6 separate regions of the Mus musculus genome follow, and regions 1, 2, 3, 4 and 6 are each linked to region 5. Evidence: chromatin contacts called from public ChIA-PET, Hi-C, HiChIP or PLAC-seq and capture Hi-C data. All regions are on one chromosome and are shown on one strand. The core of a region is the stretch at or near the end of the contact, and the rest is flanking DNA. Distances in the headings are between cores, read along the strand shown. Region 1 holds the start of 4930563J15Rik (RIKEN cDNA 4930563J15 gene). Region 2 has its middle 33 kb from the start of 1110002J07Rik. Region 3 has its middle 38 kb from the start of 4930563J15Rik. Region 4 has its middle 8.5 kb from the start of 1110002J07Rik. Region 5 holds the start of Nrbf2 (nuclear receptor binding factor 2). Region 6 has its middle 21 kb from the start of Gm32515.

Region 1 (3,711 bases), core at 63-2,562, 290 kb after region 5:
CAAAAATCTCTCGTTGGCCTGAAACCTGCCCAAGAAGGCCAGGTACAGTTAATCATTGAACTCCAGGGATCTGCCAATCTCTGCCTTCCTGACTCTGGGTTTCATGTACACTCTAGGAATTTGGGCTGTTTTGACATGGGCTATTGAACTCAGGTCCTCATGACCATGAGGTAGGTGCCTACTGACTGAGCCATCTGCCTAGCCCATGCCTTTTGAGACACTGCAGAAGAAAAGATTCTTTGTTTTGTACCCTACCTGCAGTACAGAAGTTATGGGTTATTTGTAATACTAAAAGAAAAAAAATCCCGTTGAGATGGGTTTTTTTCTGTTTAGCCTGTCTGTCCTGAAACTGCAGACTAGCTTGGCCTGGAACTCAGGGATCTGCCTGCCTCTGCCTCCTGAGTGCTAAGATTAAAATTGTGCACGACCATGCCCTGCTTGAAAAGAAAACTTCTCCTCACAAGACAGTGTTTTTATCAATTATTTGGGCACCCCACAGAAAACCCCCATGGAGTCCAGTTTGTGTTGCCTGTATACTCACTGGCGCATGATCAAACTCCAATAGCCAGCACTTTAAAGAAACTGGGTCACGTGGTCTGTAAACACGCCCCGCCCAGAACCATCAGCTCTGAAGAGCTATTCTCTTAGCATCGTTATTCCAGTTTGTAAGGACTGCTCAATAGCTTTCTGTCTGTACCGTTTCTTTTTTTTTTTCTTTTTCTTTTTTTTGGGGGGGGGCGGGGCTAGGGTGAGGCGAGGAGGTTATCACAGAAGCCTTCAATGTCCCTCATTCTCAGTCACGAGTCCGCAGCCATCAGCATCACTGCAGAACAGGTTTCCTTTCCTGTAGCAGCGGGTGGCAGCAGGGACCACAGACACCAAAACACCCTAAGCTTTCAATCGACAGAGAACACGGCAACTGAGTACGAAGTACTGCCTCTGAGCTTACACGTCCGCCTGTCCGTCAGTCTGTCCACCCTTTGCTCTCCCTTGCTGATAAGCTTGGGGCAGCTCAGTGCTGAGGTAATCATCTCCTTTCAGCCTATCAGCCGAGCCCGATCGACACCTTTCTTGTTGATAGTGGTGCCCTCATGGCATTCTGGCCAATTGGTAGAAGTCCTCTGAATGTGGGTTTTCTGGAAATTCTTATCTTCACGACAAACTGATAAAGTGTTAGAAGATAGAAGTCTCTCCGGGACTTCCCCCTTCCTACTGCAAGATGATATCAGGTGCTATAGTATACCTCTCTTGATAGCCTAAGGTACCAAGCCTGGGGAAGTATTCATACTGGAGACTGGGAGGAATAAAGATTCTGAGTCATGAGACCAAGGCCAGCACTACCTACGTCCAGAATTCTGGCTGTGTGAGGTCACTGAATGGCCTCATTGTTTAAGTGACTGAAGCTGGCTCTCCCATTTCTTGCATCTCAGTGCATTGATGGTACAATGGCAGCGACCCGCTGAACAGTAGCTTGTACGGGTACCACAGCTTTTCTTCACCTCCCTCCTCAGTAATGCTTTAGCTATGGAGACTGAGTGGCTAGACCATAGCTTCTGGGCCTCAGGACCAAGTCGGATGACCCCATCCTTACTCACTCTTAGGCCTTTAGAATCCACCTGATTTTCTTTATTGTTTAATCTAAGTATTTATTATTACTTTATTGTTGCTATTGTGTGTGTGTCTGTGTGTGTGTGTGTGTGTGTGTGTGTGTGTGTATGCATGAGTATATGTCATGCCATATCTGTGGAGGTCAGGGGGTTGGGAGTCAGTTCCCTTCTGTCACAGGGGGACCTGAGGCTCCAACTCAAGTCATCAGGCTTGGTGGCAAGCACCCTTCCCTGCTGAGCCAGTTCATCAGAGGACCTTCCACTTGATTTTCTAACTTCTTGCATTTTCTATTCTAGCTAGATGCAAAAGCTTCAGGTCAGAGGCTGGAGCCCTTCCTCTTCCTGCATCTATGCTTATATACTGTGCAGAAAGATGATTCTCAATGGCTGGGACAAAATGAGTCTTTCCGAGGCATCTTTCCTTTCTCCACAGCAGCACACAGAGAGGCAAGTGTATGGTTCATCTTCTAGAGACACACATTCACCACCTTCTTGGTTTTTTAACTTGAGAACAGGAGACCTGAGTGTCCTACGGGCGATCTGTTCACGTGAATTACTAACTCTTGGGGTGGGAGCTTATCCAGATCTTGTTTGCCCCACTGGTATTTCCATCTCCACACTGCTTAGATGCATGGGACCCGTGATGGTTGGCTTGAGACTCCCTCTCACGGATGTCAGTCAGTTCTAGGTTAGTTTGTCATGATTTAGTGAAGTTGGAACTTTTGGTGTACCTGTCTTGTGTTGGGGAGGTGGGAATGGGATGGAGCTTGGAGCATTGCCCACCACCACCATATGCCCCACCTGTAGCCTTATTGCCTGTGTAGCATCTTGCTGGATTAATGTCACCACAGGCACCTCTCCGGGGTTGGACTACCTCCCTTCCCAAAGTCTGCCCCTCTCCGAGCATAAGAGCCTTTTGTGGGCCCCAAGATGTCATTCCAACACAGAGCTTTGTGCTAGCAACTGTGGGTTCTCCTTAAGGTAACTGTGGGTGGCCCTCCATTTATTTCCCTGCTTCCTTTTTGTTTCTGTGAATTCTGTATACCCCCTCCCCTAGGCACATGCCGTCCGTGTCATCTGAATGACCACTTAGAGGAAGGATCAGGAGTTTGTTGTTTCGTTTCCAGCATAAATCAAAACTTTGTGTTCACGCTGTGGTGCGAGCAGATCCAGGAATAGCTTTGGGATTGCTAAGTGTCTGGAGAGCACCGACTACAGACATGTTTTGAAGCTGGTCATAACAGTTGCTACAGCTGTTAACAGTTCTCGAAAGAATAGCAGCATTATCCAGCAGGCCTTAAAATGTGCCGGACTTGCATTGCACAGAAGTCACACTGGGATAGATGTGGATTCCCCCTCCCCTTTCTGAAACCTAGCCATAAAGTCTTCAATAACTTAGAGAAATTCCTTTCAGTTCTGAATCCAACATGAAGGACATTGTGTTGTGACAAACCCATCTCGCAGCCCATGAACGTTGTCTTTGTGTGAGTGGATGTACGGGTTGTACTGTTATGTTTTTATTTATTCTGCATTCTTTATTCTAATGTCCTTTCCTTTTTCCTGACCAGAAAGATTGTTATTGAGCCCTTCACAAAGCTGAAATCCTGCAGTGTGTTAAAAAAATGTTAACAATTCAAAGAAGTTATAAAAATTTATAAGTTGGCAGAATGCTTGGGAAATAGCTGCATATTTTAATATAAATAGGTAATGCAAATATTTGTTCATTGCATTGAGAGATGAGTCTCTGTTTTCCAAAAGGCCCTGCTATTTAAATTTGATTTATTTGATTACATTGAAATAGTGTCCATCATGAATGAGCCCAAAGACGAAATGCCACCATTGTTGGCAAATGAAAGAAAATAAGTTTGATATGTGGTTGCATTGTGTGGCTAAACAGTTTCTGCCCAACAGTGGGGGCTGCTTTGTGATGAGAGTTCTCATGAAGGTGACTGCCTTTAACTTTTTTTTTTTATTTGCAATTTGAGATTAAAGTTTGATGTTTTAGAAGACTATTAGCTTTCTCCCTCTCCCTCTCCCCCCCTCCCCCGCCACACATGGTTAGGAGGAACAAACTGACTCCTGTAAGTTGAACTCTGACTGCCAT
Region 2 (3,572 bases), core at 610-3,109, 330 kb before region 5:
TGCAGAAGGCCCACTTCCGGTTTCCAGCAACCACATGGATAGCAACTCTCTGGATCCAATCCCCTCTTCTGATCTCCACAGGCATTCACATGGTCCACACATGTACATGCAGACAAAACACTCACACACAATAAATAAATAAATCTAAAAAAAAAATTTTTTTTAATGGAGAAATGTTGCTGTTTCTTCCAGTCTTCTCCAAAGGCCCCTGCGTGTGGCAAACATATTAAGTGAATGCGTATGCTTGTTTTACGTCCGTTTGTCTTTTGTTCCAAGTATCCCAGCCATGAGGCTGGAGGGACCTGATACAAAGATACGTTTTCTTCATCACATGCTAAGCTAGACAAATCCATGGGTATCCTTTAGAGCCCAGAGAGAAGACCCACACATGTGCGCAGTCTTGATGAACGAAGGTGATTGACTGAGTTAGAGATGTAACTCAGCGATACAGTCCTTGCCTGTCAATCACCAGGACCACTCAGAAAGGAAGGTGGAGCGTTAGGTCAGAGGTAGTGAGCAGTGTGCTCCCACGATGCTTTAAAGAATGGTTATCTGTAAGGAACGAGGTGGAACGCTACTTTGGACTCTCTGCCCCACCCCACCCCACCCCAACCCCCCCTCCCTGCACAAAACAATCTCACAGTCGTGATATGTAAACAGCTAAATCTTTTCAGGGTTTGGGGATAGATGCTTATAATACTAGCACGGAGGAAGAGGTATTAGGACTACACAAGACTCTGTCTCTAAAAACGAAGGAGAGAGAGAGAGAGAGAGAGAGAGAGAGAGAGAGAGAGAGAGAGAGAGAGAGAGAGAGAGAGAGAGAGAGAGAGAGAGAGAACTGAAACTTTAGGACTGGAAAGATGGCTCAGCAGTTAAGAGCACTGACCGCTCTTCCAGAGGTTCTGAGTTCAATTCCCAGCAACCACATGGTGACTCACAGCCATCTGTAATGGGATCTGATGCCCTTTTCTGGTGTGTCTGAGGACAGCTACAGTGTACTCACATACATAAAACAAATAAATAAATCTTTTTTAAGAAGAGCTAAAACTTTAAATGTTTAGAAGGAAAGTAAGAAAATGGGTTTATGCTGTTAGAATACAGACATGTTCTTCAGCAAAAACACAGCCGAAAAACATTAGGGAATGCTCTATCGATTGCTTGCTTGCTTGGTTTATTTGTCAACTGATTTGGAGCAAGGTCTGCTGTAGCTCAAGCTAATCTCAGATTTGTGACATAGTCAAGGGTGATCCTAATTTCCTATCCTCCTGCCTCCACCTCCCAAATGCTGGGATTACAAGAGTACCTGAGGGATCAAACAGAGGACTTTGTGGGGGCGAGGCAAGCACCCAGCCCCAGGAAACACTTATTAATTGGACTGCCTTTAAAAATACATCAAAGGACACATGCCTACATAATTACATTCATTTATAAATATTTGTTGAACTATCTCCTTAAGATTCATGCCTACACAGGGAGAGGGGCAGCATTTGGGATGTAAATAAAGAAAGAAATAGATTAATTAATTAATTTTTAAAAAGCTAAGTTGGGTGGGATGGTGACAATTAAATTATATATTTATGATATGTATGCTTATTTTTATGCCTTAGGCTTTATATTTTCTTTCATGTCTAGCTATTAAAATTTATGTAACTTGAATTGGGGAACAAATGTTAAAGATGTAGATATGCAGCAACTCACCTTAGCTTAGATTTGAGGTCAGAAAAGAAGAAAAGCTATTTTTAAAAAACTTGTCTGTTATACTTTCATTTTAGAGGTAAAACAGACAAGACTATGAGCAGACAAGCCATAGAACAGGAAACCTGCATTGCCAGCGTTTTCTCTCTCTGCGGTCGCAGGCAAACGAAACTGAAAATCAGGAGGACAGATTTTACACACATTTGATTAGCCAACGTTAACAAGTCTGACAGGACCTGTAATCGATAAGAATCTGCAGCCTGGGGGAACTTTCCACACTGGTAGCAGCAGTGATAATTATTTAAGGAAATTTGAAATATTTACTGTCATGTCTAAATGTTACCACCCAGCGGAATTCTTTGTGCATAAACATCAAAGGGAAACTCCATGAAAGTCCATGTTAACAGGGAACTCAGGACAAAAATATTCACAGAAGCGCTTGTTAGTAAAAAGAAGGATCAAGAAGCCTAAAGGCCCAACCTGGGGGGGGGGGCAAAAAAAGATCAAAAAGCAACAGTGAAAACAGTAGATGGGATACCTTGTAGCTGAAAATATAATCGAGTCAAAGTAACCATAGCAACACGGGCAGTTTTCCCAAAAATAATGTAGGACTGGCAAGAAGGCTCATCAGAGGTAGGTACTTGCTGCCAACCCTGCCAACCTGGGTTCAGCTACCAAAACCTGTGGTTAACCTAACCATAGGAGGGAATTGACTCTAGAAGTTTGTCTCTGACTTGCACCAGCTTAGCTTAGCATGTGTGCCTTCCCCAATGTCTCTCACCACCACCTCCAGGCCCCACATGCACACGCAAGAGCACTATAACAATTGATTTAATTGAATAAAAATGACGTTAACCAGGGAAGAGGAACTTCTCTGAATCTGACTCTGGCTCGTTGTCTGGCTTTGTCTTTATCAGAAGCCTCTGGGGAGGCAGCCTGCCAGCCAGGGCAAAAGTGTTACTGAGAAACATTGGGGTCACTGGGATTGGAACCCTAGGCTAGGTTGGGTGTCGGCCACCAGTCAGGAATGAGGCTTATACTCACTGGGTACTTCTGTTTTTCTCTGTCTTGTTGGCAGTCATGAGTAGGTCCCTGTGTGAGAAATGAGTGTCCTCAGATGACCCCCAAATGGAAGGGAAGAGATCAGAGCTTTGTCCACACTTGACTCAGGAGGTCTAAGTAGAAATCAAATCTGTACTCAGCCAGCCATTTTTAGTTCAAAGTGTTCATGACATATGTATCTCTTGAGTCACACTGATCCAATCTGGTGGCCTCCGTTCAGGGATTCTTTTCTTTTTCTTTTCATTTTAAGAGAGCAGTCAGACTCTGGCTGTGTTCTGGGTGGGTAATGAAGCCACCTCCTAACAGTATAGAGTACAAGAAGGGACATCTGGCTGACATCTTACCAACCCTCTCCAGCTGTGGGCCAGGGCATTTTCTTTATTCTGTCCCTGCTGGCCTCTCCTGATTCATCCTCAAGGCCACCGGTTCTGCGCAATGTTTGGTATATACCCAGCTGGAGAGTGATAGTTAACATTGGTAATCGATGTCACAAGATCTACAGTCACCCAAAAGACAAACCTCTAAGGAAATTTCTAGACTGGGTTAACTAAGATAGGCAAATCCACTCTAGGTAAGTTAAGGATGGTACTACTCCATTGGCTGGAGCCTCAGACCAGATAAAAGGACCAAGAGACCCAAGTATCAGCATTTACCTCTTTTCCTGACTGCAGATGTCACATGACCACCTGCCTCAAGTTCTATCAATCAAGCTACCATAACCCCCCACACACATACCCGCTGTGATGGTCTGCACCTTCAAACTGTAAGCCAGTACAAACTTTCGCTCCTTAATTCCAACGCCCACCCCCCCCCCC
Region 3 (3,745 bases), core at 1,190-3,689, 330 kb after region 5:
GGATGGGGAAGTTGGAGTCCTGATTGGGAAGGTTGCAAGTGAACACTCAAGACACACCAGATCATGAATCATTCATGAATGGCATACCTGTTAGAGCACTGGGGAGTGGACAGGTGTCCACAGAAGACTCTGGGTCCTCTCCTGTGTACATAACACTGTAGTCAAACAAAACTTCACTAAAATGTAGTCCCTCAGATTTTGTAAAAAAAAAAATGTCGATATCAATATTTAATAGTATAGCTATATCTCCTTTCTTGGATCATAAGAAACATGGAAGACATCTACCACAAGAGACTGACAAAGGATGCCTGAAGGTTTCACTTGATGTAGAAGAAGGACACTTTTAAAATACATCAGAAGCTAGAATGCCAAGCACCTCTGAGGATGACTGATCGTTTTAATGACACTGGTGATCATCAGTGAGCCTGTGACTTGGATTTGGGAGGAGAGGAGAGGAATGTACATGGACAATTTCTGCCAGGTCTTCCAAAGAGCCCATTCTGATTTCAATCCATTATTAAACGTAATGGGTATCCAGGGGGTCTGGCACATGCTGTCCTTTAAGTTTACTGTTGTGGGTCAGTTTACAAGGAGTGACCGCACGGGCCTGTATCCCTTCCTATGTTCATGTCTCTAACTTGGGTGTGGTGCCAGCTGACATTCTCTGGAACCCCACTGAGTACTGATGGGACCAGAGGCTTGTTCTCTGTAGAACATGTCTTCAGACGGTGGCTTGCCCACTCCCATCTTCTCTGAAAATGCCTGAGCAGTCGATTGCCCTTGATCTGCCATTTTCCATCACATACTTATATAATTTAGCAGTAGTTCCCAGAACAACATGCTCTGAACAGGATCCCCGCTCACATTGCCCTCTCCTGTCGGTCCAACTATGTCGGGTTTTCATAGACTTCTGTCATGAGCTGGGTTTTTACTCCAGACTCCTGGAATCTTTCTTCTCAGCAGGTTAAGAAGACAAGTTGGGTATACCATCTCTCTGCCTTAAGCCCTCCATTTGTCTTCCAGCACAAATGGACACTCACACACTTCACCATGCCTGTTTTCCACAATGTTCTCACCTTAGGTCATCACACCATGTCCTCCAATGCTCGTTAACTCTCCCTTGAATGCTGCCTATCTCTTTGATTCCTTTGTTGGAGGTAAAGCTTGCTCTGACCTCACTTTGCCTTGTCTTCAGAGGGCAGTTTACCATGTCCAGGGGTGATGTTAATCGCTCCTTATCTAGGTGTGGATTCCCTTTCTCACCTCCTGAATGCTATGCTTTGACAGTAAGGACTTCACTTATTGGTCACATAATCCTAATGCCTAGATCAGTGTCTGGAACCTAGTCATGGTTAGGCATTTCTTGTTGCACTCCTGAATGGGTTATGGAAAGAGACCACAGGGTTGTAGGCCAAGTCATGTGAAGACTCAACAAGGTAATGTTTCTAGAGATAATGGGAAATGCACAGTAAAGACTCCAATAAAGACTGGTGGTAAGGGGTGTTCTAGAAGCATGGGATTCTACAGACCTTCTAAGAATTTGTGGCCATATTAGAATTCAGATCAGTGTCCATAGCAATAATGGTTGCCAAGGCCAAAGTCAAGACCATGGCAGATAATATGAGTTGAATGTAAGGCACATTGGGGTTGTTTCTTAGATGGCAATTTATTTACCTTCTTGATGGAGTAGAGCTATTGTAGGGCCTGAGTAGCTTTGAGGCTGACCTTGATTCAGAGAGGATAAACTCTTTTATCCCAAGAGGCTGTAGATTAGGTCAGCCTGCCAGGAGACCTTTATTGATCAGTCCATTTAAAACTGTGAGGTCTAAGGAGAGACACATTCCTCCCTCAACCAGCACCCAACACAGTATAACCTCCTCCCTTGCATATCATTCCTTCTTATTCCCTCAAATAGCCCAACAATTCTTTGGGTAAGATGTCATGATGCAGACAGCCCACCAGAGACCAGTGAGTTCCATGACCCATTCACTTCTCATGACGGGGAACTCCACTCATCAGCAAGGGGCTCTGGGCTGTCTGGGAATCCCCATAGCAGCAGTAATCTCTGTGGAGCTGAGCAACAAAACAATTTTCAGATTTAGCACCACGGCCTCATGAGGAGGGAGGGCTGCTGCTGGTGGCTCTCGGAAAAAGCAAAAGCCCAGATACTGAAATATCTGGGACGTAAGAGGTCGATGGCTCTAGGGGCTGGACATGCTGCAGACACTAAGCCCGGTGAGCCTTGCCTCACCAACCTCAATCCTACAGGGACATTTTGAGAGGCTATACAGCAGTCAGTGCAAAACCCAGTCCATCACCTGAAGCTAAGAGGCAGAGAGGCTTGGCGTGGCTTTCAGAGGAAGCGAGGTGAAGGTGCTTCTCTGCTCAACAGCTAAATAAACCACTCAGACCTTTCATGACTCACAAACCACAGAGCCCACAGTTGGCATGCGCCTCATCCTCCTAGTCTACAGATATTGACAGAGAGCCTATTGTGTGCCTGGCAATGTGCTGGCCCGTGTTGAAATGTAGTGGTAAAGCAAGATTCACTGTCTCTCCTATCAGTGTGGACATTACTCCGGAGTGGTACATCCTATAGCATGGAAGGTAATGGGTACTAGTTATGAGGAAACGGCTTTTGCCAGTATTTAGCTGTGACCTCGGACAAATCACTTTACTTCCTCACCTTCATTTTCCACCCCCCATCTCTATTTTTAAGGAAATGACATAGTACATACAGCCTAATAAGGCACAATTGGTTAACAAGTAGTTATATGCCAATAAAGGCTGGCTCTTCTTCTGGTTAGTAGAGAATTCCTATGAAGACACATTTTTGTATTGAAGCAGTTGAGTCTTGAACAAATCTACATACTTTTAGAGCTAAGACTAGAAAGAAAATGGAATAATTGGAAATAACATTTTTTGTTTCCTGTTTGAGGGTCTTTCTGCACACCTCTGTCTCCCTCTTGCTGTTCTGGAGGCCCCTGTTTTCTGGATCTTCTGGCTGACAGGCCGGAAGGAATCCAGGCAAGCTATGGGGACCACACTGGCACTGTTTCAGAGTGCAGGCTTCAGCGTTAGCCAAAGAATGATGCCTTTCTAGACATGGATGGGGACTCTCCTGAAAGTCATTGGTGCTGAGAGAGACACAGAGACAGAAAGGCTACAGCAATATACCCGTGACTACACGGGATGCTGGTCTTACTCTGTGAAGAAAGGATGGACTCTCTTAAGCTTTGGGGTTTGGGGCTATGGGAGAAGAGAAGAGTTGTTTCACAGTGTGTACCAAGCCCTGGATAGCATTGGGGCCTAAACTGAGAAAGGCAGCATAAGTACATGGAGAACACCATTCAACAAAAGGAGCTGGACTCACAAAGAAGTTTATAGACTTTTTATGCAACCTGAAATAATGCATTTGCTTCCTGCAAAGATTCCATGGAGTTAAAGCATAAGCTTCAGGCTAAAGAAAGATATTTACAATGCTTGTTACTGGCAGAGAACTCAAAACAGCATTTTATATCTTACACATCAATAGGAGAAGAAAATCCAAGAAAAACAAGCAAATCAAATACACAGGGGTGTAAGTACAGTCTCTTCTACTCTTGCCTTAGTTCCTGAATAAGGACTCTGAGACTTAATTATTTATAAATAAAAGCCTAGGCCATAAACTTGAGCTTGTTGCCTGACTAGCTCCTGACTTATGTAACCCTTTTATTCTATTGTATGTCTACTACAAGGCTAGTTA
Region 4 (3,982 bases), core at 607-3,106, 360 kb before region 5:
TTGACTATTTATTGTTTAATTAAAGATATTTATTTATATGAATGTTTTGCCTTTGTGTGCACCATGCCTAGACCCTGCACAAGGCCAGAAGAGAGCATAAGAACCCTTGGAACTGGAATTAACAGAAGGTTATGAACTACCATGTACCCCAAATCTTCTTCAAGACCAAATGCTCTTATCTGCTGCACTGTTTTGCCAGCCCTCCTCTTGTTCACTTTTTTTTCAAATGGGGTTGACTTTAAAATGGTTCTCCCCAGCCAGGCGTGGTGGTACACGCCTTTAATCCCAGCACTCAGGAGGCAGAGGCAGACAGATTTCTGAGTTCGAGGCCAGCCTGGTCTACAAAAGTGAGTTCCAGGACAGCCAGGGCTATACAGAGAAACCCTGTCTCGAAAAACCAAAAACCAAAAAACAAACAAACAAACAAACCAAAGATGGAGCAAAGACAGAGGAAATGGCCGACCAATGACTGGCCCAACTTTAGAACCATCCCCTGGGCAAAAAACAATCCCTGACACTATTATGATACTCTGCCAGGCTTGCAGACAGGAGTCAAGCATGGCTGTCTTCTGAGAGGCTCCAGAGTCAGCAGCTGACTGAAATAGATGCAGAGACCCAGAGACCCACAACCAAACATTAGACAGAGCTCAGGGAGCCTTGTGGAAGAGTTAGGGGAAGGATTGAGCGACCAGGAAGGGTTCAGGACTCCATAAGAAGACCAACAGAGTCAACTACTCTGGAACCTTGGGGGTTCCCAGAGACTGAACGACCAACCAAAGAACATACATGGGCTGGACCTAGCCTTCTCCCCAACATTTATAGCAGATGTGCAGTTTGGGCTTCATGAGGGTCCCCCAACAACTGGAGGAGGGAGCAGGGGTGGGGAGCAAGGAGCTGTTTCTAACTCCACTGCTTGCTTGTGGATCCTGTTCTCCTAATCAGGCTGTCTTGTCTGGCTTCGGTGGTAGAGGATGTACCTAGTCCTGCAGTGACTTGATATGGCAGGGTGGGTTGGTTGGTACCCAAGGGGGGGGGGAATCTCAAAAAATAATATTCCTCCTCAAAGACTGAATATCTGTAGAATCATTTTTTCTTTTACATATAACATGTTTTCAATCAAATGTGAGTTAATAACTAGGCTATTTGTAAATTAATAAACCTAATAAACAAGAATAACGATCCATTCAGAATGTATTTAGTCCTTGAAGTTCATTATGACAAAAAAAAAATAACAAGGCTTTCTTTATTAGTCTGATTTTACTCAGAATAGTTCATCTACAATATTTTCCTTCTTTTAAAAAAGAACTCTTAACACCCCCAAAACAATGAGGGGGGGGTCAAGTCTTACAAGGAACAAACATGACATCACATGGGGAAGTGAGTCACTGTGTATCACACTGGAGACTTAGTCAGGACTAACCTGACTCACGTCCTTCGGAGCCAAGAGCCGATCCTAGCTCCATCTCTCTGGAAAATGAGTCATTTACTACTTCCATTACCTCCCCTTGAGATCAAATCAACTGCAAATTGAAGTAGGTCTCCTAAAACTCAAGTGGCTGCACTGGAGCTATTACACCCTGCCAAGCACACAAGGGTTTCGATGTCTGGAACTGACTGGTTCTTTTGCCTGCAGAATGTAGGCTCAGCCTTGATACCAGTGTGGTACGCTTTCTAGGCACATCGTGTCTAAACACTCAAGTGGCTATTATCTTTGAGGCCTCTGTGCTCTATAGGGATGGGGGGATACTTGGTTGATTATCTATCTATCTATCATCAGTCATGTTATACTGGACACTGTTGACACAAATCTGAAAGGCCATAAGGACTTTGGTCAACAAAAAGTCAAAGTGCAGGGCCTGATAGCAGCTCTCCTGTTTGCCCTGTGGTTACCTCTCTGAGTAAACAGTACAGCAGAGAAGCTGCCTGGTAAAAGGCAAATTGGAAGGAAGTCAGACTAAGTCAGAGACCCCAAGCTGTGAAAGAGCTTTGAACAGAGCTGGTAAGAGTCCTCAGTGCCTAGACTGAAGTCTGAAGTGGATTCTTTTAATGTGTTGACAGTTGGCCAGAGTCTCTCATCTGGCAACCCAAGTTACAAATATGGAAGACAGGCACACAAACACCCATAGCGTCTGACATGACTGGGCCACCCTCTCATGTAATAAAAATCAGTTAAGACACAACTTCAGAACATCAGCTGTCCCTTTTGGAGAGAACACTGAAATTTCTCTCCAGTATTTTTTTTCAGGTCTCCACTGTCTATCACCGTTTGACTTAGGTTAATTTCATCTTACTTACTTGATCCTGATAAGCACCTGGATTCGCAATCTCTGAGAGCTAGATTCCTAGAGGGTTTTTAGTTTTTTAGTTAGGGTTAGGGTTTTTTTAATTGGGGGGGGGTGTTGTTTGTTTGTTTGTTTGTTTTGTGCTATCTAAACACAGCACTTAGAAGCAGAAATGCTTTTTCTGTAAATACAGACAAAAGCCTGCAGGTATGGTGGTGCACAGCTGTGGTCTCAGCATCTGGGAGCATAGAAATTGGGACATCAGGAGTTCAGTGTCAGCTGTTTACACATAAGGAGTCCAACTTGAGCTACACAAGACTTCAGAAAAAGAAAGAGAGAAAAGAAGAAGGAAAGAAAGAAAGAGAGAGAGAGAGAGAAAGAAAGAAAGAAAGAAAGAAAGAAAGAAAGAAAGAAAGAAAGAAAGAAAGAAAGAAAAGAAGAAAGAGAGAAAGAAAGAAAGCAAAGCAAAATATCAAAACCAATTTAATTTTTTTAAACCAATTTAATTTAAAAAAAAACAACTTTTTATTTAAGTATGTCTGTATATGCCGTGTGTGCAGATCCCCTCAAAGGTGAGAAGAGGGTATCAGATCCTATGGAGCTGGAGACACAGGCAGTTGTAAACCCTCTGATAGGGAGGCTGGGAACCCGACTTGGGTTCAAGCACTCTTAACCACTGAGCCATCCTTCTCTGTAGGCCACCCAAACTAGTTTTTAAAGCTTAGTAACATTGTTTTTTGGTTTTTTGCTTTGTTTTTTGAGACAGGGTTTGTCTGTATAGCCCTGGCTGTCTTGGAACTCACTTTGTAGACCAGGCTGGCCTCAAACTCAGAAATCTGCCTGCCTCTGCCTCCCAAGTGCTGGGATTAAAGGCGTGAGCCACCCCGGCGCTTAGTAACATTGTATATAGCTCGTTCCCAGTGTCTCCATGAGAGTTCTGGCCACCAAACATGTGCTGATCATTGGATGTATGCCAGATGACATGCTGGATGCTTACGTCAAAATGGGAAATGTTGTTTCTGTCCTCACAGAGTCTATGATGCAAATGAACAAGCCACCAAAATTCCTTTTAAAAAAACATAAAAATAAGGAGTGATTGTGAACATCTGTAATCCCAGCACTTGCGGGGCAGAGGCAGGAGGATCTCTGAGTTCAAGACCAGCCTGGTCTAAAGAGCAAGTTCCAGGCCAGCCAGGGTTACACAGAAACCCTGTGTCGGAAAAACAAAAACGAAAACACGAAAACAAAACAAATCACGATGAAACTTCACAAAAATGAAGCCGAGGGACTTTATATTAACTTATCCCCAGCCAAGAGGAAGTAGAACTTTATCTTTATCAATTCATAGACAATCTCAGTCCTAACCCACAATACCTAATACACAGGAACACTGTGTTCTCAGTACCGCAGGGCACAGTCATTAACCTCAAGAAATCTTTAACTGCAAAGTCACTAAGCCAATAATTCAAACCCTTGATCACACGTGACGAAGCTTAACAGCGGCTCTGAGTTCTCAGCATTGCGCTCAGGCAGGGATCGCTTCCTCTGTGGACCTTGGAGGCTTGAAAGAAAGACTCTTGTGCTGAACTAATCCTTGCCTTGAGGAGTTTAAGCCACCACCGAGGCTGGGAGCCAGCTGAAGAAGAGTTGAGGCTTTCCCCAGTAAAGCCACAGCGTTCTGACTAATGACAGCAGGGAAA
Region 5 (4,055 bases), core at 637-3,136:
GTCACGTAAATTTTAGGACCGGATAATGGAATTGTGCTAGCCTCCTAATTTACCTATTTAAGACAGCAAACCTCAGCAGGGCCTGGAATCCCAGCATTTAGAAAGCTAAGCTCATGACCAGCCTGGGCGACAGTGAGCTTGGAGCTAGCATGGCTCAAACACACAGTAGCTAAATAAAAGTCCCATTGCCACCAGCTGCCTCCTTTATCCCAGACTGAGGGATTGGTACTCCAACTTCCACTGCCCCAGTTTCAGTGTTCTCATAGGGAACACCGAATACGCTTGTGGAGCAGGTAGCCAGGGTTAGGCTACACCCTGCTGCCAAATCAAGTGAAGCTAACTGGAAGTGAACCAGTGATCGTTCGGCAAGGACACTTGAACTTTGAAGCACTCGGTAAACAGCTGGCTACGACTAATAATATTCCTGTGGAGTTTCCCTGGTGAGCCACCCATACTTCACTACAAACTATAGTTGGCCACACAAATTCTCTTACAAACAAGAGAGGCGCGAGGTTATTTCCCTAGCTCCCCAAAACTCACCAGTGTAGCCTCATTAGCCTGAAGTGTAATCCACTTAGAAACGGACGCAGGGTCTAAATTAGTAACTCTTGGGTAGATTTCTCGGAGCTGCAAACCTGGCGCCAGGGATGGAACCATAGCTTTAGGTGTTCACTCTCCAGCGTTGACGCTCAACACTCCCAAATCTCATTAAGTGACAGGGGCTACGGTCTCACTGGAGCAACTAACTCTTCCAATGTTCCATCCATAACGTACAGTTCTACGTGTCTCTTATCTATTCAGTCCTTTAATCCTCACAACGAACGAGGGTTAAAACAAAAACAAAAAAAAACAATGAAGTGAAAATTTTTGTTCAAGGTCTCTTGAGGCTATTAGGTGACTAAGCCCGAGTTCAAATCCAGGAGTTTGGCTCCAGAAATCCATAGTCTGAAACCACAGACTCTGGCTTCTCTGCACAGCACGGACCAGGCTCTTCCAAGCCGGGAGGGAGGGCAGAGTTCCAAAGGAAGCAATCAATCTTTCCCGGTCCTGCTCTCAATCCCTCCGCATCATCGCAAACCACCTACAGACTTGGGACTTGCAAAGTTTTACTCCGCAACACTAAGGAACCAGACGTCTGCATCTGAATTTCATGAACCTTTTCCCAGGAAACCCGAAGATGTCCTGTGATCACACTTAGAACAGAACTGTGGGAGGTTTGGGGTTTTGTGGGGTTGTTTGGGGCGGTGTGTGTGTGTGTGTTCCTTTTTGCCCCAAACAATAATGACCCGGCCCCCTGTGTGTCTCTCTGTATGTGTTTCTGAGAAAGGCAAACACGTCTGGTACTTTCGTGAGCCTTAAAGCAAAGGCACCGGGCTGCGGGGCGTGGACTGGGGTTCCGATCCAGCTGTTTCAGAGGGGCCTTCGCTAGCCCAGCTGCGAGGGCAGCAGGGAAGAGGGGGTGCGGTGTGCGAGGCGCGGCCCCGACACCCCGACTCTGCCCGCGGCCTGCAGGCGGCGGCTACGTGGCGCTGGGACGCGGTCCCAGCAGGGCAGATGCCACGGGCCCCGAGGGAGAGGCCTGAGCCCCGGGGATCAGGGTCCCCTCCATGAGCTCGCGGCTCCCCCTTCAGTGCCGCTTGACCCCCTCAGCCCGCGTTTCCCCGCAGCCTACCGGTCCCCGACTCAGCCCGCGACCACTCACAAGGTTGAGGGGTCCTTCCATCACTTCCATAAACCCCGGGGTGAGCAGCGGCCCGAGGCGGAGCGGCGGCGCCCGGGCACATGGAGGGGCAGCGAGGGCAGGGAGACGCGGCGGCTGGCAGGAGGCTCCTCGCAGAACCCGGAGCCGGCAGTGAGAGCCCAAGAGCGACAGCCGCGCCACTTCCGCCTCCGACGTCGCGTCGCGGGGGGCCGTCCCGGCGTCGCTGCGCGCGGCGGCGTGACGTCGCCACGCGCCGGCGCGAGGCAGGGGGCGCGGCTGGGGTGAGAGCATGGGGTGGGCGGGGCTAGGGGCGGGGCAGCAGCTAAGTGACAAAAACCGCCCCTCTCCTCGCGAGAGGGAGCTCTGCTAGACTTCGGCGGCGGCTGTCACGTGATGAGCCGGGTCTGGCTAGTTGGTTAATAAGGTCACTCTGCACGCTTGACCTTTCTTCCTTCCCGTAGGCTTTCTCAGGTCCTCTCCTTGTACCTCACCCCTCCTTCTCCGTTTCTGTTCTATCTCCGTTGACTTTTTTTTAAAAAGCAAATTTGAGCCAAGTTAACACCCTGCACTAGATCCGCCTTACAGGAGGTTTCCATATTTTTTGCCTTTTGGCAGAGAGTCTGTGGCCCAGATCTTGTACATGTGGCAGTCTTGTGTCGAGCATATGAGCAGGTGCCACCATACCTCCACTCCACCGAGAGGATTTGACAGAGATAAGTGACCCCAGGGTCACAAACTAATTCTAAAGCAAGAAGGATTATAAGCCACCAAGTATAACCGTTCTTCAACAACTATGTACTAAATCACTGTGCTAAGGTCTTTCTGTTTCCGCACCCACTGGCAAGTAGATATGGTTTATGGAGAAAGGGAGATGGAGAGGAGCTGAGAGAACAACTAACATATTGTGTGAAGGAAACCGGGCTTACCTGGAGGTTTTTTTTTTTTTTTTTTTTTTTTAAAGATTTATTTATTTTTATTATATATAAGTACACTGTAGCTGTCTTTAGACACTCCAGAAGAGGGCGTCAGATCTCATTACGGATGGTTGTGAGCCACCATGTGGTTGCTGGGATTTGAACTTCGGACCTTTGGAAGAGCAGTCGGGTGCTCTTACACACTGAGCCATCTCACCAGCCCCTTACCTGGAGGTTTTACAGTACCAAATTCTGTAATGAAAAAAACTTCAAAGAACCACATGAATGTACCTTTAAGAATTTGTAATATTGGAGGACGTGGAGACGCAGGTTGGGTGTTAAAGGAAACCCACCTGGGGTGTGATTTTTTTTTAAGATTTATTTATTTAATTTATTTTAGTACACAGTCACTGTCTTCAGACAGACCAGAAGAGGGCATCAGATCCCATTAGAGATGGTTGTGAGCCACCATGTGGTTGCTGGGAATTGAACTAAGGACCTCTGGAAGAGCAGTCAGTGCTCTTAACCTCTGAGCCATCTCTCCAGCCCCCTGGGATGTGATTTTTTTTTTTTAATATGAAACCTTAAAAAGCCAGCCGAGGAAAGAGCAGAGGCAATGTACAACATCTGTAAACGGGGAGGAAGAGATGACATATATAACTTAATATGAATAATATATAGCATATATATCTAAAATGATTTCAAAAGCCACATGGGTTGTGAAGTGGGCCCTAAGGTTTCAGGTACTAACCAGACCCCAATTACTTACCTTGATTGAAGCTTGGAAGATGCAAACAAGGAGCCATTCGGGCCAGGCCCAGACTCCTGATCTATGGCATTTGTTATTTAGTATGTGTGTTGTCTCAAGCCATTGTATCTGGTAGTTTGTTCTATGGCTGTCCTGATTAGCTTTAACTGACACTGCCTGAGTCACCTAAGTGGAGAGCCCCAATTAAGGTATTTCCCGGATGTGATTGGCTGGTGGATAGTCTGCAGGGATTGTTTTGAGTCTTAGCTAATGTAGAAGGGCACAGGTCCAGTGGATGGGATAATCCCTAGGCAGGTGGTCCTGAGCTGTATAGAAGTGTTAGCTGAGATTATTATACTCAGCTTGGGAACAGTGCCCTCCATGAGATTATTATAATAATCTCCATGAGATTATTATACTCAGCTTAGAGAACAGTGCCCTCCATGGTTTCTGCTCTGCTTCTTTGGCTGTGAAGTAAGTTCCTCCATCAGAGGTAATGCTGTTGAGAATAGCAAGCAGACCTACCTTGAAGAAGTCCCTGCCTTGAGTTCCTGACTCATCTTCTCTCAGTGATGGACTGCCACCTGGGATTGTAAACCAACCAACCTCCCCCCAACCCACCCCCCCCCACTACAATATTGCTTTTGGTCAAGGTGTTATCATAACAACAGAGAAGAAACTGAAACAGTGA
Region 6 (3,674 bases), core at 761-3,260, 360 kb after region 5:
ATGACAGCCTGGATGCTGCCATGCTCCCACCTTGATGATAATGGACTGAACCTCTGAACCTGTAAGCTAGCCCCAATTAAATGTTGTTTTTTATAAGACTTGCCTTGGTCATGGTGTCTATTCACAGCAGTAAAACCCTAACTAAGACACCACCCCGTGGTCCAGAGTTGTGACTATCCCACTGGCTCAATCTAGCTCATAGATGTTTTTAGTCTGATTTGTAGTGTTTTTATAGCTTTGGGATAAAAACCTGTGCTATTTATTGAGTACCTACTGTGTGCACTTTCCTGGGTGTCTTGTGGGTGGTGTGTTGTGTAAGTCTGACATAATCTTACAAAGTGCATTACTGTTACATTGTAGACAGGAAAAGCAAGACCTATTAAAGAGCTACCCTAGTACTAAAGTTGTTACGAGGCAGACCTGAAATTTGAACCTGGACCACACAAGTTCAGAGCTCACTTCTCTGGCTGCAGCAAGAAGTGATTTGTCAGCTTTTTATTTATTTTATTTTATTTTTATGTGAGCCAAGGGGTTTTACATAACCATGGAATCACTGCTTTCTCCTGAACAAGTGTAAGGCATAGAGAGAGGGCTGGAGAGATGGCTCAGCTAGGAAAGTGCACTGCATTTCCAGGATCCACATAGGGAAGCTAGTTGTATGCACTTGGAATCCCAGCACTCGAGGAGGCAGTGGCAGGCAGATCCCTGGGGTTCACTGACAACCCAGAGTATCTAACTTGGCAAGTTCGAGGCCAATGAGAGACTGTCTTCTAGTATCTGAGAACCAACAGCTGAGGTTTTCCCATTGCTAGTGCCTGCATACATATGAACATATATGTAATCACATGAGGTATGGCCAAAGTTCACGGGAGATGATACTTAATTCTTAAATTTGCTTACTTCCTTAAATGGTTTACATCTCTCATGTACGTAACTGCTGGATGTGTCTTGACATTCATAAGTCCTGACCTATTCAATGGTTCTCAGATGGAGTGATTTACCCCCCGCCCCCCCTCCCCTGGGTAGGATTTTTTGGCAAAGTATGGAAACATGTTTGGTCACAACAAAATGAAGGAATGTTACTGGCTAGAGGCCAGGGATGCTGCAAACAGAGTTTTCTGGTCCAAAATATTGGAAATGCTGAGGTTGAGAAATGATGGTCTAACTCAACTTTATTTGATTCAGGAGAAGGGGATGGAGAAAGGACTAGGCAGACGAGAGATCTTCTCTTTCTTTAAGAGGACCCAAGTTCCGTGCCCAGCAGATATGCAGAGAGGCTCAACCATCTGGAACTCTTGATTCAAGGGCACCTGGCATCTTCTCAGGGAACCTGCATATCCCTACCTCCACATACACATAGTTAAGAAAAATAGATCATATAGAAGGAAACAAATCTCAAAGGCCAGGAATTGCTCTAGTCCCAAAGGAAGTTGGTGTTAAGAGAAATGAGACTCCATGCAGTGTCACCTTTGCTGATGTCGCCTTGTCTTGAGGTTAGCAGGCCAGTGAGTGGAAGATCCTCATCAATAACATTTTTAATCGATTGTTTTCTTAAGGTGAGATAAAGAGAAAGGTGTTGCAGTGGACATGGAAACCCCCATTGTCTAAACCACTGGATGGAAGAGTTGCTAATTAAGAATCTTCTAATTATCTCTAAGTGAAAAATTTTAAGATTTCAGAAACAGCTGCTGGGACCCCCATTACAAACCACTCCCCTTCCCCAGCATCTATAAGGCACAAGTGTCATGTAAGGAGGCCTTCATAGTGGACGGGGGTATCTCTGCTGCTCTCCTTAAAGCATCTGATGTGCAAGAGGCTACCGAGCATTTGGTTGTGATTCGATCAATGAACAAGGCTAGGAAATTCACAGAACAATGCTAAACTGTATCCTTTCTTGTGGGTTTGATGATTTGCAGATGAGGCAGCAGTTTTAGCTCAAATCTCTGAACTTAGCTTGTACGGTTGGTTGCCGTGGTTCAGCTGCCTTGTTTTGCTGGGAGGACACTTCTGCAACTTCTCGGAGACATGAACTAGGTCACCAGAAACTGCTGCTTTCACTTCGAGGCTCCTTGCTCAGGGCAAGGGCGAAGAAGACACAGCTAAGGGCTCTCCACACACTCGACAGATGGAGTACTGGTTGCAGCCTCCTCCACAGGACACTCTGCTAGTATTTTCTCTACCAAACTCTTGCTGACAAATGAGAGGAATACATTATCCTGCACAGTCGAACAAATACCCTAATGGGACAGCTCCAGGTTGCCAGCATGCTGATGACTTCAGAATCTTTTCCATCATTGTATCTGTCCTCCTCTTCCCCTCCCCTCTTCCTCCCCTCCCCCCTCCCCTCTTCCTCCCCTCCCCCCTCCCCTCCCCTCCCCTGCCCCTCCCCTCCCCTCCCCTCTCCCTCCCCTCCCCCTCCCCTCCCCTCCCCTCTCCCTCCCCTCCCCCTCCCCCTCCCCTCCTCTCCCTCTCCCCTCCCCCTCCCCTCCCCTCCCCTCCCTCTCCCCTCCCCCTCCCCCTCCTCCTTGGGGGAAGTGTCTGGCAAGCAAAAGCCTGTGACAGTTCAGGGTGTCACTTCCTTCCTGGATTGTTTGCAGTAGAAGAAAAAGATACTTGCTTTCTCTTGGGTATATCTTGTTACTTTGTTTGTTTACACAGGAACCTTTCCAAAGCTTTTTCCCTCCCCACCCCCACAGGCCACTAACCAACCATCACAGATAAGTCAGAACATGAGACTCTGCATCAGCCTCTCCCACCAGCTAAGGAAAAAGAGTTATCATTTCTGAGTTTAACAAAGCGTTTGACTGTGAAGAGGAGTGGTAGCTACAAGTAACCAGGGTTCTTTACACAGAGAGAAAAGAGATAGCTGGGGTCAGGACATCATCAGAGAACCCCAGAACTATTTGCTTTGTTTCTGCATTTCTGTGGCTGCCACCTTAACTTGGGACATGGCAGAAGCCCTTCCCTAACCCTGTGGGTCACATTCCAAACAATAGAGGCACCCAGTCGAATAGCTAGAGCCTTAAGACAATGCTACTGCCCACATTAAAAAAAACAACAAAACAAAACAAACAACAAACCAACAAACAAAAAATAGAGAAAGGGCAAAAAGGTGGGTTATCCTTCTCTCCCTACTGGCATGCAGGAAGCCCAGGGTACCACATACTGGTGTGCCAGTGTTCACAGGACAGCAAGTGCTGGTGGCTCCCAGGCTGACTCAAGAGTGGAATCTGTGCCCCTGTTGGTTAACTGAGGACGACATGGCTTGTCCTCACTTTTTTCCTATCATAGTGCTTCATTTGACAAGTCTGTACCTTTGAGAGGTCCCATGGGAGCTCATTTTCAACTGATTCATCCAGACCCACACTGGTGAGAAGCCCACGGTGGTCAGTGCATAGCCTTTTCCTTTTCTTTTCTTTTTTTCTTTTAAGAATCAGACTTTCTCTACGTAGCCTTGGCTGTCCTGGAACTTGCTCTGTAGACTGGGTTGGCTTCGAACTCAGAGATCTGTCGGCCTCTGCTTGCCAGATGCTGGGATTAGAGGCATGTACCATACAGCTTGGCTAGCTTTTCCTACTGGGCCCATCTAGCCTGCTGCACAAAAATATTTGGATTTGGAGTTGCTGTGTATAAGGACACCTAAATTAATTCACTATGTGTGGACACCCAAGTCC

What was found. A called contact is a pair of places that touch in the nucleus more often than the background predicts. ChIA-PET counts read pairs in DNA pulled down with a chosen protein or histone mark. HiChIP or PLAC-seq counts read pairs in DNA pulled down with a chosen protein or histone mark. Capture Hi-C pulls out chosen DNA fragments and counts their contacts.
Region 1: a contact with region 5 is called in a capture Hi-C map of macrophages, with 3 times the contacts expected there. The contact joins the promoter of 4930563J15Rik here to the promoter of Nrbf2 in region 5. A contact is called at or near these places in 1 of 39 promoter capture datasets (stem cell-derived epiblast-like cells), 1 of 484 Hi-C or Micro-C datasets (CD4 T cells), 3 of 115 datasets of contacts at active chromatin or transcription factors (bone marrow-derived macrophages, memory CD8 T cells and microglia) and 1 of 9 other capture datasets (macrophages).
Region 2: a Hi-C map of B cells shows a contact between it and region 5, with 21 read pairs. The contact joins the enhancer-like site here to the promoter of Nrbf2 in region 5. A contact is called at or near these places in 2 of 484 Hi-C or Micro-C datasets (B cells and embryonic stem cells) and 3 of 115 datasets of contacts at active chromatin or transcription factors (bone marrow-derived macrophages, effector CD8 T cells and memory CD8 T cells).
Region 3: a contact with region 5 is called in an RNA polymerase II ChIA-PET map of memory CD8 T cells, with 15 read pairs. The contact joins the enhancer-like site here to the promoter of Nrbf2 in region 5. A contact is called at or near these places in 1 of 15 datasets of contacts at CTCF or cohesin (the NIH/3T3 cell line) and 4 of 115 datasets of contacts at active chromatin or transcription factors (bone marrow-derived macrophages, embryonic stem cells, memory CD8 T cells and 1 more).
Region 4: an H3K4me3 HiChIP or PLAC-seq map of bone marrow-derived macrophages shows a contact between it and region 5, with 7 times the contacts expected there. The contact joins the enhancer-like site here to the promoter of Nrbf2 in region 5. A contact is called at or near these places in 5 of 39 promoter capture datasets (the C10 cell line, cranial neural crest, neural stem cells and 2 more), 2 of 15 datasets of contacts at CTCF or cohesin (CD8 T cells and the NIH/3T3 cell line), 8 of 484 Hi-C or Micro-C datasets (CD4 T cells, CD8 T cells, cardiomyocytes and 2 more), 19 of 115 datasets of contacts at active chromatin or transcription factors (the NIH/3T3 cell line, astrocytes, bone marrow-derived macrophages and 16 more) and 2 of 9 other capture datasets (adipose tissue and liver).
Region 6: a contact with region 5 is called in an RNA polymerase II ChIA-PET map of memory CD8 T cells, with 42 read pairs. The contact joins the enhancer-like site here to the promoter of Nrbf2 in region 5. A contact is called at or near these places in 1 of 39 promoter capture datasets (pre-B cells), 1 of 15 datasets of contacts at CTCF or cohesin (the NIH/3T3 cell line), 2 of 484 Hi-C or Micro-C datasets (both in CD4 T cells) and 4 of 115 datasets of contacts at active chromatin or transcription factors (double positive thymocytes, embryonic stem cells and memory CD8 T cells).

The regions. Positions count from the first base shown.
Region 1 is chr10:67,570,647-67,574,357 of GRCm38.p6, forward strand. It overlaps 4930563J15Rik (RIKEN cDNA 4930563J15 gene), which reads right to left and starts at 1,313. Exons shown (of 2, transcript NR_155444.1): 1 at 950-1,313. All of the region lies in intron 1 of Gm32364 (a long non-coding RNA gene), which reads left to right.
Region 2 is chr10:66,951,597-66,955,168 of GRCm38.p6, forward strand. No RefSeq gene overlaps it. Among named protein-coding and RNA genes, the nearest start is that of 1110002J07Rik, 33 kb to the left of the region's middle. Within about 2 kb of position 1,860, at least 73 of the 459 cell types and tissues checked have an H3K27ac peak or open chromatin away from gene starts, as enhancers often do. A contact at or near this core is called in B cells, bone marrow-derived macrophages, effector CD8 T cells and 1 more, where this site is marked.
Region 3 is chr10:67,608,427-67,612,171 of GRCm38.p6, forward strand. No RefSeq gene overlaps it. Among named protein-coding and RNA genes, the nearest start is that of 4930563J15Rik, 38 kb to the left of the region's middle. Within about 2 kb of position 2,440, at least 58 of the 459 cell types and tissues checked have an H3K27ac peak or open chromatin away from gene starts, as enhancers often do. A contact at or near this core is called in the NIH/3T3 cell line, bone marrow-derived macrophages, memory CD8 T cells and 1 more, where this site is marked.
Region 4 is chr10:66,926,900-66,930,881 of GRCm38.p6, forward strand. No RefSeq gene overlaps it. Among named protein-coding and RNA genes, the nearest start is that of 1110002J07Rik, 8.5 kb to the left of the region's middle. Within about 2 kb of position 1,857, at least 113 of the 459 cell types and tissues checked have an H3K27ac peak or open chromatin away from gene starts, as enhancers often do. A contact at or near this core is called in CD8 T cells, adipose tissue, bone marrow-derived macrophages and 4 more, where this site is marked.
Region 5 is chr10:67,283,395-67,287,449 of GRCm38.p6, forward strand. Nrbf2 (nuclear receptor binding factor 2) reads right to left here and starts at 1,887. Exons shown (of 4, transcript NM_001036293.2): 1 at 1,703-1,887. The coding sequence starts at 1,732. It overlaps Gm46200 (a long non-coding RNA gene), which reads left to right and starts at 2,039. Exons shown (of 3, transcript XR_001779690.1): 1 at 2,039-2,126.
Region 6 is chr10:67,641,816-67,645,489 of GRCm38.p6, forward strand. No RefSeq gene overlaps it. Among named protein-coding and RNA genes, the nearest start is that of Gm32515, 21 kb to the right of the region's middle. Within about 2 kb of position 2,011, at least 88 of the 459 cell types and tissues checked have an H3K27ac peak or open chromatin away from gene starts, as enhancers often do. A contact at or near this core is called in double positive thymocytes and memory CD8 T cells, where this site is marked.